2 separate regions of the Mus musculus genome follow, and region 2 is linked to region 1. The links are chromatin contacts, called in public Hi-C maps. All regions are on one chromosome and are shown on one strand. The core of a region is the stretch at or near the end of the contact, and the rest is flanking DNA. Distances in the headings are between cores, read along the strand shown. Region 1 overlaps Gm36587 (a long non-coding RNA gene). Region 2 overlaps Itsn1 (intersectin 1 (SH3 domain protein 1A)).

Region 1 (4,476 bases), core at 1,370-3,869:
AGGCGAAAAGCCTGGAAGCTGTTTTACAAGGATAAGAATCCAGGGAAATTTTCCTCCCAGAGTTATGGCATCTCTTTCCCTAACCCATTATATTCAAATTTCCACCACATTAATCTAGTGTATAGATTCACATGCACTCTATTAAGCATCACCTTATTTATAGTAAATGCCTTTTAAGATTGTATTCTAACATAGCTAAAGCCTTTTCCCAGTGTTCTTAGATTTCAGATAGCAGCAAGGAGCTTAACCCATTTAGTTTACTAACAATTAAGCACTTGCCATTTTACTCAGCTGTTTACAGATAGAGACTAAAATTCTCACTGAGATAGAAATTCTTATTACAGACTACATTCCATGCCAAGAGCAAATTAGTATGCTATACTAAAAATGGACAGTCTCCAGATATAGATAAGAATTAACGAGGCCTAGAGAATTTTGGGGTCGGTGACACTACATTAGCCTTGAGGCGTATCAAGAGTTAACTACCCTGAGGCAATTAACTCTAAGTGTAAAACTCTTGCCTGGCAGAAAGTGCTAATCTCTAATGTAAACATTTATCTGGTCCCTACAAATTCCCTTTGTAGTCACTCCTTGCATCTGTGCTAATCTCTAGTGTTATACATTTATCTGGTTCCTTTTGAAGTCACTTCTTTTGCACCTGGAAAAATTCAATGTGCCTTGTTCTGCAATTTATTCTGTATTATAAAAGTCTGATGCTCGACTGGAAAATTACATTCAGATTCAACACCTCTCTTGTGTGTTTGACTGACTGTCACTACATCCAAATCTTTGCTCATCTACTCTAGAGACTCTTTCCTATGCAGGCACAGGGGACCAGAGGGCCTGCGGCATATGCACCACCTGTGTGCAATAACATAGAAGTCAGAAGACAGCATCCGATCCCCTAGAACTGCGGTTAGGAAGGGTTGGGAGCCATCGTGTGGGTCCTAGGAACTCAAGCCAGGTCCTCTGCAAGAGTAGTGAGTGCTCTTATCCACGTGATCTTCAGCTCACTTGGGTGAACACTTGGGAGCATACTTGAAAGATCAGATGGTACAATATGGTCAGTTGTAGAGGAAACTATCAAGTTATCTCCTAAAGTGGCTGCATTACCTTGCATACCCACCAGCAAAGCATGAAAGTCCCTGTGGTTCTCCATCCCTACCAGCACTTGTTAGCAGTGTTGGGTTTTAGCCAATGTTGTACGACAGTTTCCTCCTAGATTGAAACATTGTATATCTTTCAGGAAACCCCTTGAGACAGAAAGTAAACAACTCAACATAGTTTCAGGAAGTCCCTGAAGCTAACAAGACTCACTAGGCTCCTTTGTAGTAAACAGTAGAGGAGAGTCTAGAAATGCAGAGAAAGGCTGAGAATTGCCCTCAGGAAAGCAAAACTGCAAATAAATTCCAAGACCAGCCTGGACAAAGCAGAAACCAGTCAAGCAGCCTGGAAGAAGCAGAAACCAGTCAAGCAGCCTGGAAGAAGCAGCCACCTGGAAAAGATACCCTCTAACCTGCCTGCAGGCTGTGCAGTGTGCTCCAGGTGCGTAGCATTTGTGAGTTGTCTTCACTCATGCTGGGGTGGGCTTTGGTGTTGTGTTTGAGTCACTTCTGCTCCTATAAGTCACCCCTTGCCCATGTTCCGGTAAGTAATCTCAATAAAACTCATTGGTTCACCAAGATGGACTTTGGTGGTATTTATCCTTTGCTCTGCCATGGGCTCCTTATCTGGGGTGGGTAGACGTATGTTTTGCATCTCCCCAGGAAAATTCTATCACACAGCAACAACGTGTCACTGCCTAAAGTGGTGTTTTGAAGATGACATGTTGTTGGGAATGATCATAGTCTATCAAGAATGACCCCAGAGAGACAGGCAAGGCTGAAGTGATTGGGACAGGCAGAGGAGAGTCCAGGAATGCAGAGAAGGGTTGACTCTCTGAAGAAGCAGGTGCTAGGTTGGCATCCTTTGTCAGGGAGAAAATGAAGGTGGATCGTATGTGTATTTGGAGGAAGAGGGCTAGAGAGTCCCCAGTGACAGCTTCTGCTTTTCACAGGAAGTGTGTGGCAGTGGTCTGTTGCAGAGAAGGAGGCCTGTGGCAAGAGCCATGTAAGAGATTTGTGGAGAAAGAACATTCTAGATATGGAATGCATATGTGTGTCAGAGGCTTCACGGAAGGGAAGTTAGTAAAATTCTCTGAGCTGCAGAGTGTGGGGCTGGTCTTCCTGTCCATAAAACCTCATACCCAGCAACTTCCTATGCTTCCAGGGAGGTGGAGAGAGTCACAAATAACATGTCTGGAGAGCTGGGTCTGGTCCTGAGTCTATCTGTGAACACACCTGGGGCAAAGCTATATTTCTGGACTGTAACATTCTCTTGGCAGGTCCTGGACCACCTTCCAGATGACTGAGGCCCTGGTGGGCCATGAGCTTCCCTCAAACCTGCACATTTGAGGTAGGTGAGAGCCAGTTCCTCAGTCTCTAGGCTGAGAATCCCAAGCCCCACTGACCACCTGCAGCCTCAACCTGGCAGATTCAGGAAGTGGAGCAGAGGTTGCAAGAGATCTGCTCACAGGGTGTTAAGGTTGTGGTGAGCCAAGCCTTGTCTCACTGGAGGCAGCTGCCACCAGTGCCCCAACCTCAACCCAAGTGCTTGGCTACAGTGCACATGACCTTTCCCTACCTCAGAGTCTTCAAATGACTCATCACCCTCCCTTTTTTTGATGTTTTTTTCAGACTCAGTACCATTCTCTGGGGCTCTGTGTCCTCACCTGCCAGCCATATTTTCATGGATGCAGCACTCATGGAACAGCAGGTTAACCTGGGAGCCTATGGTGTTGCCCTCACGATTAGAGACTATATCTAAACAGTGTCTTTGCAGAAGGGCTGTGACTCAGTTTTTCCTAGGAGGGGCCTCTCTCCGCTTTTCCTTCACCTTTCTACATACTACTCTAAATTCTTTTATAATTAACTATTTATTTGTGTCCGTTCACGTGTGTATGAATACACACATGTATACATGTATGTGAATGTGTGAGTAGAGGCCAGAGGACAACCCTGTGTGTCATCTTCTGCCATCCTTTGTGACAGGGTCTCTCTTATTGGCCTAGAAGTCACCAACTAGGCTAAAAGGGCTGGTCCATCCAGCCTCAGGGATCCTCCTGTCTCTGCCTCCTTAGTGTTGGGATTACAAGTGTGTGTCGCTGCGTCCACATCTTTACCTGAGTCCTAGGATCTAAATCAGGTGAGCTTGCAAGGCTCACCTATGGCAGGTGAGGACACAGAGCCCCAGAGAATCGCACTTGACTGACAGAGCCTTCGAATAGTGCTCTAAATTCTAACGAGAGACGTTACGATGCTCAGGGAGATTGCAGTTCCTCATAACGAGGAAGACATGGAAGTATTGGTGGCAGCCTGAGTGAAAAGAAGCAGAGAACTAGATTGGAACCAGGTCTGGGCTATGACCTTCAAAGGCCCAGCCCTCGGGACCTGGGAGGGGGAATTCTTGATTGGCAAATACTTTATATACAGTAGCAATCTCCCCAGTCTCCTCCCTGAATATTTAAACAGAAGGTTGGTTGAGTCTGTGGATTCAGAACCTGTAGAGGCGGACTTTGGGGAATCTCTATGTGATGGTTTGGATATACTTGGCCCAGGGAGTGGCACTATTTGGAGGTCTGGCCTTGTTGGAGTAGGTGTGACCTTGTTGGAAGAAGTGTGTCACTGTCAGGGTGGGCAATAAGACCCTTCTCTTAACCACATGAGAACCAGCCTTCTGTTTGCCTTCAGAACAAGATGTAGAACTCTCAGCTCCTCCAGCCCCACATCTGCCTGGATGCTGCCCTGCTCCCACCTTGATGATAATGGACTGAACTTCTAAACCTGTAAGCCAGATCCAATTAAATGTTGTCCTTTATAAGACTTGCCTTGGCCATGGTGTCTGTTCACAGCAGCAAACCCTAACTGAGACACCCTACAGAACAGCAAGGCTATATAGTATTAGCTTTGGGGACTCACGGGAGCTGTAGTGCTAGGAAAGAAAGAACCTAGACATGGGGTCCCAATGCTTTCTCTGAGTAGGCGGCCAGCACGCAGGACAATCTCCAGGACAATTTTGTTTCTGTCCTGATCCTTTCTATGTCTTGAGCAGCATGGTCAGGAAGAGCGAGAATTGCGTTTGTCTGCAAACAGTAGTTTTGGGCACAAAGTCTTGATTAATTGATTGATCAGAGAGTAAGAAGAACTTCCCACTGGGGATGGGGATCAATAAGAAGTCTGGCTTTGTGGAGAGGGGTTTAAGATGGTTTAAGAATGGCTAGGGTGGATCTGCTGTGGAAACAACATGGGGGGTGGGGTGGGCGGGGAGTCATGGCCAAACCAATGAGATAGATGATTAGAGGCGGAGGCGGGGTTGGGGGAGGGGGAGATCTGCTATCAGATAGTGTTGGAATTAGGAATGGAAATAAGGCCAGTGTTG
Region 2 (4,476 bases), core at 914-3,413, 550 kb before region 1:
CACAGGACATTTGGCGGAGGTTTCTCGCCTCTGTACAGATATGTTCACCTATGTTCACCATCGACGTGTGGAATGTTGCAGAGCAGAAGAGCGAAGACAGTACAGCACAGGGGAATGGTAGCCTGCGCCCCTGTGTGCACCGCGGCAGACGGAGGGGCAAGGAGACTTTAGCTTGTGGGCTGCCAAGGACCAGAGCTGAGGCTGACCTCTCAGCTCCATTGACAACAAATGCTCAGTTAAATGCATGTCTTACCATTGAGCATCATTTGAGAGAACGATCTGACAGCAATATTCAGCAAGTAACGCTTAGAGAATGTTAATTGATGAAGGGTATCCAAAATCTTCACTCATTAAAATGGATGCTGGCAGAGTAGTGGTCAGGTCCCTCTAGGGATCATGACCCATTTAAGGTGATTTAAAGCTGAGGCAGGTGAGCCTTCTGTGGGTTTTCCCTTCTCAGTTTCTGTGTTTCTAGTTTTGAAAGAGGGTCTCACGTAGCCCAGACTGGCCTTAAACTCCTGATTCTCCTGCTTCTATCTCTGGAGCGCTGGGATTACAGGAGTGGAATCGGGAAACTCGAGAAAGATTATTGCTCTGCATGTGTGGACATGGGTCCACATCTGCAAACGGCAAACAGAGCCTCAAAGGGCTTGGAGCATCCAACACAACACAGGCTGCACAACAAAGCAACACACACACACACACACACACACACACACACCTTTGAGGAGCGGCTTCCTAACTTCTGGCCTCCCCAGAGCTGTGGGCTTCCAGAATGCAGAGGTTACACACACAGCAGAGCCTTTCTTCTTTGCGAACACCCAAAGACACATGGAGGATCTATCCCGTGAGAGCCCTGCCTCCCAGGAGTAAACTCTCAGACACTTGGCCTCTAGGGCAGAGAGGCATCTGGCTCCGCCCACTCTCTCTCCAGAAAGCAGTATCTAAAGGAACAAAGGACCTCTCGATGTCAGACAGGGACCCTGTGCTCTTCTAGGCTCTTCTCCATTAAAGTAGTTTAGAATCTCCTCTGTGACACCAGAAACCGGGAGACCAACCCTTGAATAGGGAAAGGTTTCATTTCAAAGCAGAAAATTCAACTTTGAAGACTCAAAGGCCCCACTTGATATCCAGAGACACACCCTGGACGGAGACTTGAGAAACCATCAACCTATGTTGACCATTCCCCGTCCATCCAGGGCGCTTCCAGGTGTTAGCCGGGGGTTCGGGCGCTGTAATTATTCTGCACTGTTTGTACTTTTAAGAGATAAAAGAGTAGAGTTTTGAAAAGCACCTCACTTTCTAAGAATGCACGAGGCCCTGGCTTTGATAATTAGCACTGCAAGGAAAGGAAAAGAAAACAAGGGAGGGAGGGGGGAGAGAGGGAGAAGGGACGATGTGTTTCCATCTCAGCTCCGCGCAGCCTGCCAGGGAGACCTTTCCAAAGAAGAAAGACATAACAAGGCCCTCCCTGCTCCATTCACAGTGTAGTCAAGGCCAGCCCCAGGGTGTTGGAGCCCCTCCAAACAGCAGGGCCCAAACTCAGCTCAGTTCTCTGCTGCCCCTGCTGAAATCCCTAATCATTTGGAGCAAGGAGGAGGCCATTTTTATTTTTGCACTTGGTCCACACATTACCAGCTGGTCCTGAATGCAGCTTGGGGAAGGGTAGAGCAAAACATCTCCTGTCTCCTTCAGTGGGACACACAGCCATCCCCCAATGCTTGGTACACACATACACACTCACTCACAGACACACTCCGGGCATCCAAGGGCTGCATCAAACCATTTGCCACTTAAAACGTCCAAAGTCGAAGTCTTCAGGTAGACACCCTGCTATCCTACCAAGTAGGGCTACCCTGTCTCGCAGGGACAGAGGCCTACTTCAGGAAGCCAGTCCTTTTCTGTGGAGAACTGAATTGCAACATTCCCCTCTGAAGGCACAGAAAAGGCAGGGAAGCTGAGGAGGGTCTCTGTCCACCCCAGCAGGCAGGAACGCCATTTCAGTAGGTGCCCAGCGCTGGGTTCACTCACACCTTCCTTCTTTGCTCACGGCTCAGCTGGGAGAGTCGGGGAGCACTACAGTCGGGTTCTAGCCCTGACCCTACCCCCACCCCTCTCACTAGCAAGTTCCACAAGAGCAATGCTGCTGGGATGCAGCAGGGGGCGCCAGCACCTTGACCCTGCCAATAGAACCATCTAGGTAGGAAGAGCCCCACAGTGCGGAAATGGCCACACAAGCCACCACGCTGCCTTTGGCTCCTATTTGTCTAAGGTCCCCACTCTTGTTTTCACCGAGAACAGGAGATAAGACAAGAAAGACAAAAGAGTATAGCCGGGGAGGCAGAAAACCACAGGCGCAGCTCTCGCACAGGATACGGGTACGATGGTTCTAAAAGAAGAAGGGAGGAATTTCCACAGCGTAAAAAGGAGCCTTGGTCACTGGCCAGCTCCCCAGAAATCCCGGAGGGACGCTGGGCAATCTGAAGGCTGACGGAATAAGCCCGCTTCTGAATGAAACTCTCCTCGGTGGACTTCGAACACTAAAATACTCATCACTGTAATAACAGCGAGACTCTAGGCTGCTCCAGAAAACAGAACAGATCCGATTAAAATATAGCATAGGACCTGACACAGCGTAGGGGCAATTCACCCTGAAATAGGACAGCCACACACAGTGCTAGGAGAATTATTTGCCAAAATATAAACTATTAGCTCCTTTTACTAAAGGAACTAGTTAGGTCTGAGTAGAACTGAGTTAGTTGTTTGGTGGAGATAAACACTAATGTTTCCGTACTGAGTTTTCTGTACCTTATCCTTCAAGACATCCCCAGTCCCAACCCCTGTGAGCCACGGCACCAAGAAACAAGTCCAACAATCCCCCTGTCTCCACATCCCCAGCTCTGGTACTACAGCTACGCATGCTGAATCTGGTTTCTTTACGAAAGGGCTGGGGATCAAACTCAGGGCCTCAGGTTTGCCGGGCTAGCACTTTGTCAGCGATCTACCCAGCCACTGAGCAGGAATTTTATGTTATTAAAGTGACTTAAAATTAGATCTACAAGTTGGCTTAAAAGCCACAAAGGAGGTCCCTTCTCTGCCTCCCAGCCCCCAACAGGCGGCCTGGACAGGATAGAGCCCCCCTGAAGGAACAGCATCCTGTCAGCATTGCTCACTGTGTTGCTGTTCCTGACTGCAGTCTGCCCAGGGTGCTGACATAGGAGTTTCAATGCTCTCAACTTAGAGAGCCTGAGATCCTGGCCATCTTTCTCACGGGTTGTATTTTCCTGTGCTTCTCAAGGACAGAACCTTTCCTGGCGCTTACAGACACGAAGTCATTATACACATTAGTGGATCCTTGGGACCACAGGGACCTCGTGCAATGTCCTGTGAGGAAACGGTCTCCGGGACTTTCTCTTCCTCTAGCTCAGCTACTTTCTAGGTATCAGGAAACAGGGAACTGGAAAGAGGAGTCCCTGTGGCAACCAGCCAGTTATTTATTGCAAGTCCAAACTAACAAGAAGTCTTCATTATTTCCTTGAATAGCCCTTCAAAGGACAATGTTCATTAATAGGAGTCATTCAAAAGAGAATGCTATGCCCAAGGGCCTCTGGGAATTTGCCACTCAGAAAGCCGTGATGGTGGGGGCTGGAGAGATGGCTCAGTGGTTAAGAGCACTGACTGCTCTTCTGAAGATCCTGAGTTCAAATCCCAGCAACCACATGGTGGCTCACAACCATCCGTAATGAGATTTGACACCCTCTTCTGGTGTGTCTGTTTTTTAAGTATAATAAATAAATCTTTAAAAAAGAAATAAAAAAGAAAGGAAGCCGTGATGGTTCTAGGGGCTGCTACACTAGAGGTCTAAGTCTCCATGACAAGGAGGGCAGGGGTAAGTCCCATCTTCAGTTTGCGAGTCTCTTCTCCAGAGATGCGGTCCCCTAAACCCCCACGGGGAGTACGTGGCACTGAGTGAGCCCTTACCTTCATAACCTGCGAGGAAGCCTCTTTAACGTTCTCTTTGACCACCTGCCCTGTCTCCCTCCTTCCTCCATCCCTTCTATCCTTACATCCATCCTTCCTTCTTTCTCTCTTCCTTTTTCCTTCCCTCCTTTTTTCTCCTGCATTACCTTGGCCCGGTGACCCTCACACCCCCACGTCCCTGCAGAACAGGGTCCCTTGGCAGGTAGGCAAGCAATGGAGTTGGGAAAAGGTCAGGTGCTGACCCCCCTTTAAAGGAGACTGTGCAGGGGAGGAGCGGGGAGATACAGGGGAGGAGGGGGTGGCATCTTAGGACCCATGTTGGGGACTCCTTACTGTCAATTACTAGTCAGCAAGATTGGGCTCTTCTGAGGAGGTTCCCACCACTCATACAAGCCAGCCTCTGTAGGCCTGCCCAATAAGGCATTCCCTGAAATGTCAGCTTCAATGTGTCTTTGGAGAATAAGGGGGAAACAAAGAAAAACAAGAATTTGGGCC

The links. Hi-C and Micro-C count contacts between places; a contact is called where the count stands out from the background.
Region 2: a Hi-C map of the G1E-ER4 cell line shows a contact between it and region 1, with 4 times the contacts expected there. The contact joins two enhancer-like sites. A contact is called at or near these places in 4 of 39 promoter capture datasets (3T3-L1-derived adipocytes, cranial neural crest, pre-B cells and 1 more), 13 of 484 Hi-C or Micro-C datasets (CD8 T cells, the G1E-ER4 cell line, the P5424 cell line and 8 more) and 1 of 9 other capture datasets (embryonic stem cells).

What each region holds. Positions count from the first base shown.
Region 1 is chr16:91,364,929-91,369,404 of GRCm38.p6, reverse strand. It overlaps Gm36587 (a long non-coding RNA gene), which reads left to right. Exons shown (of 4, transcript XR_876244.2): 2 at 1,247-1,545; 3 at 2,384-2,454; 4 at 3,789-3,918. Among named protein-coding and RNA genes, the nearest start is that of Ifnar2, 5.6 kb to the left of the region's middle. Within about 2 kb of position 2,619, at least 133 of the 459 cell types and tissues checked have an H3K27ac peak or open chromatin away from gene starts, as enhancers often do. A contact at or near this core is called in CD8 T cells, the G1E-ER4 cell line and memory CD8 T cells, where this site is marked.
Region 2 is chr16:91,915,683-91,920,158 of GRCm38.p6, reverse strand. It overlaps Itsn1 (intersectin 1 (SH3 domain protein 1A)), which reads right to left. Exons shown (of 39, transcript NM_010587.2): 39 at 1-4,476. Among named protein-coding and RNA genes, the nearest start is that of Gm25245, 3.5 kb to the left of the region's middle. Within about 2 kb of position 2,163, at least 72 of the 459 cell types and tissues checked have an H3K27ac peak or open chromatin away from gene starts, as enhancers often do. A contact at or near this core is called in CD8 T cells, the G1E-ER4 cell line and memory CD8 T cells, where this site is marked.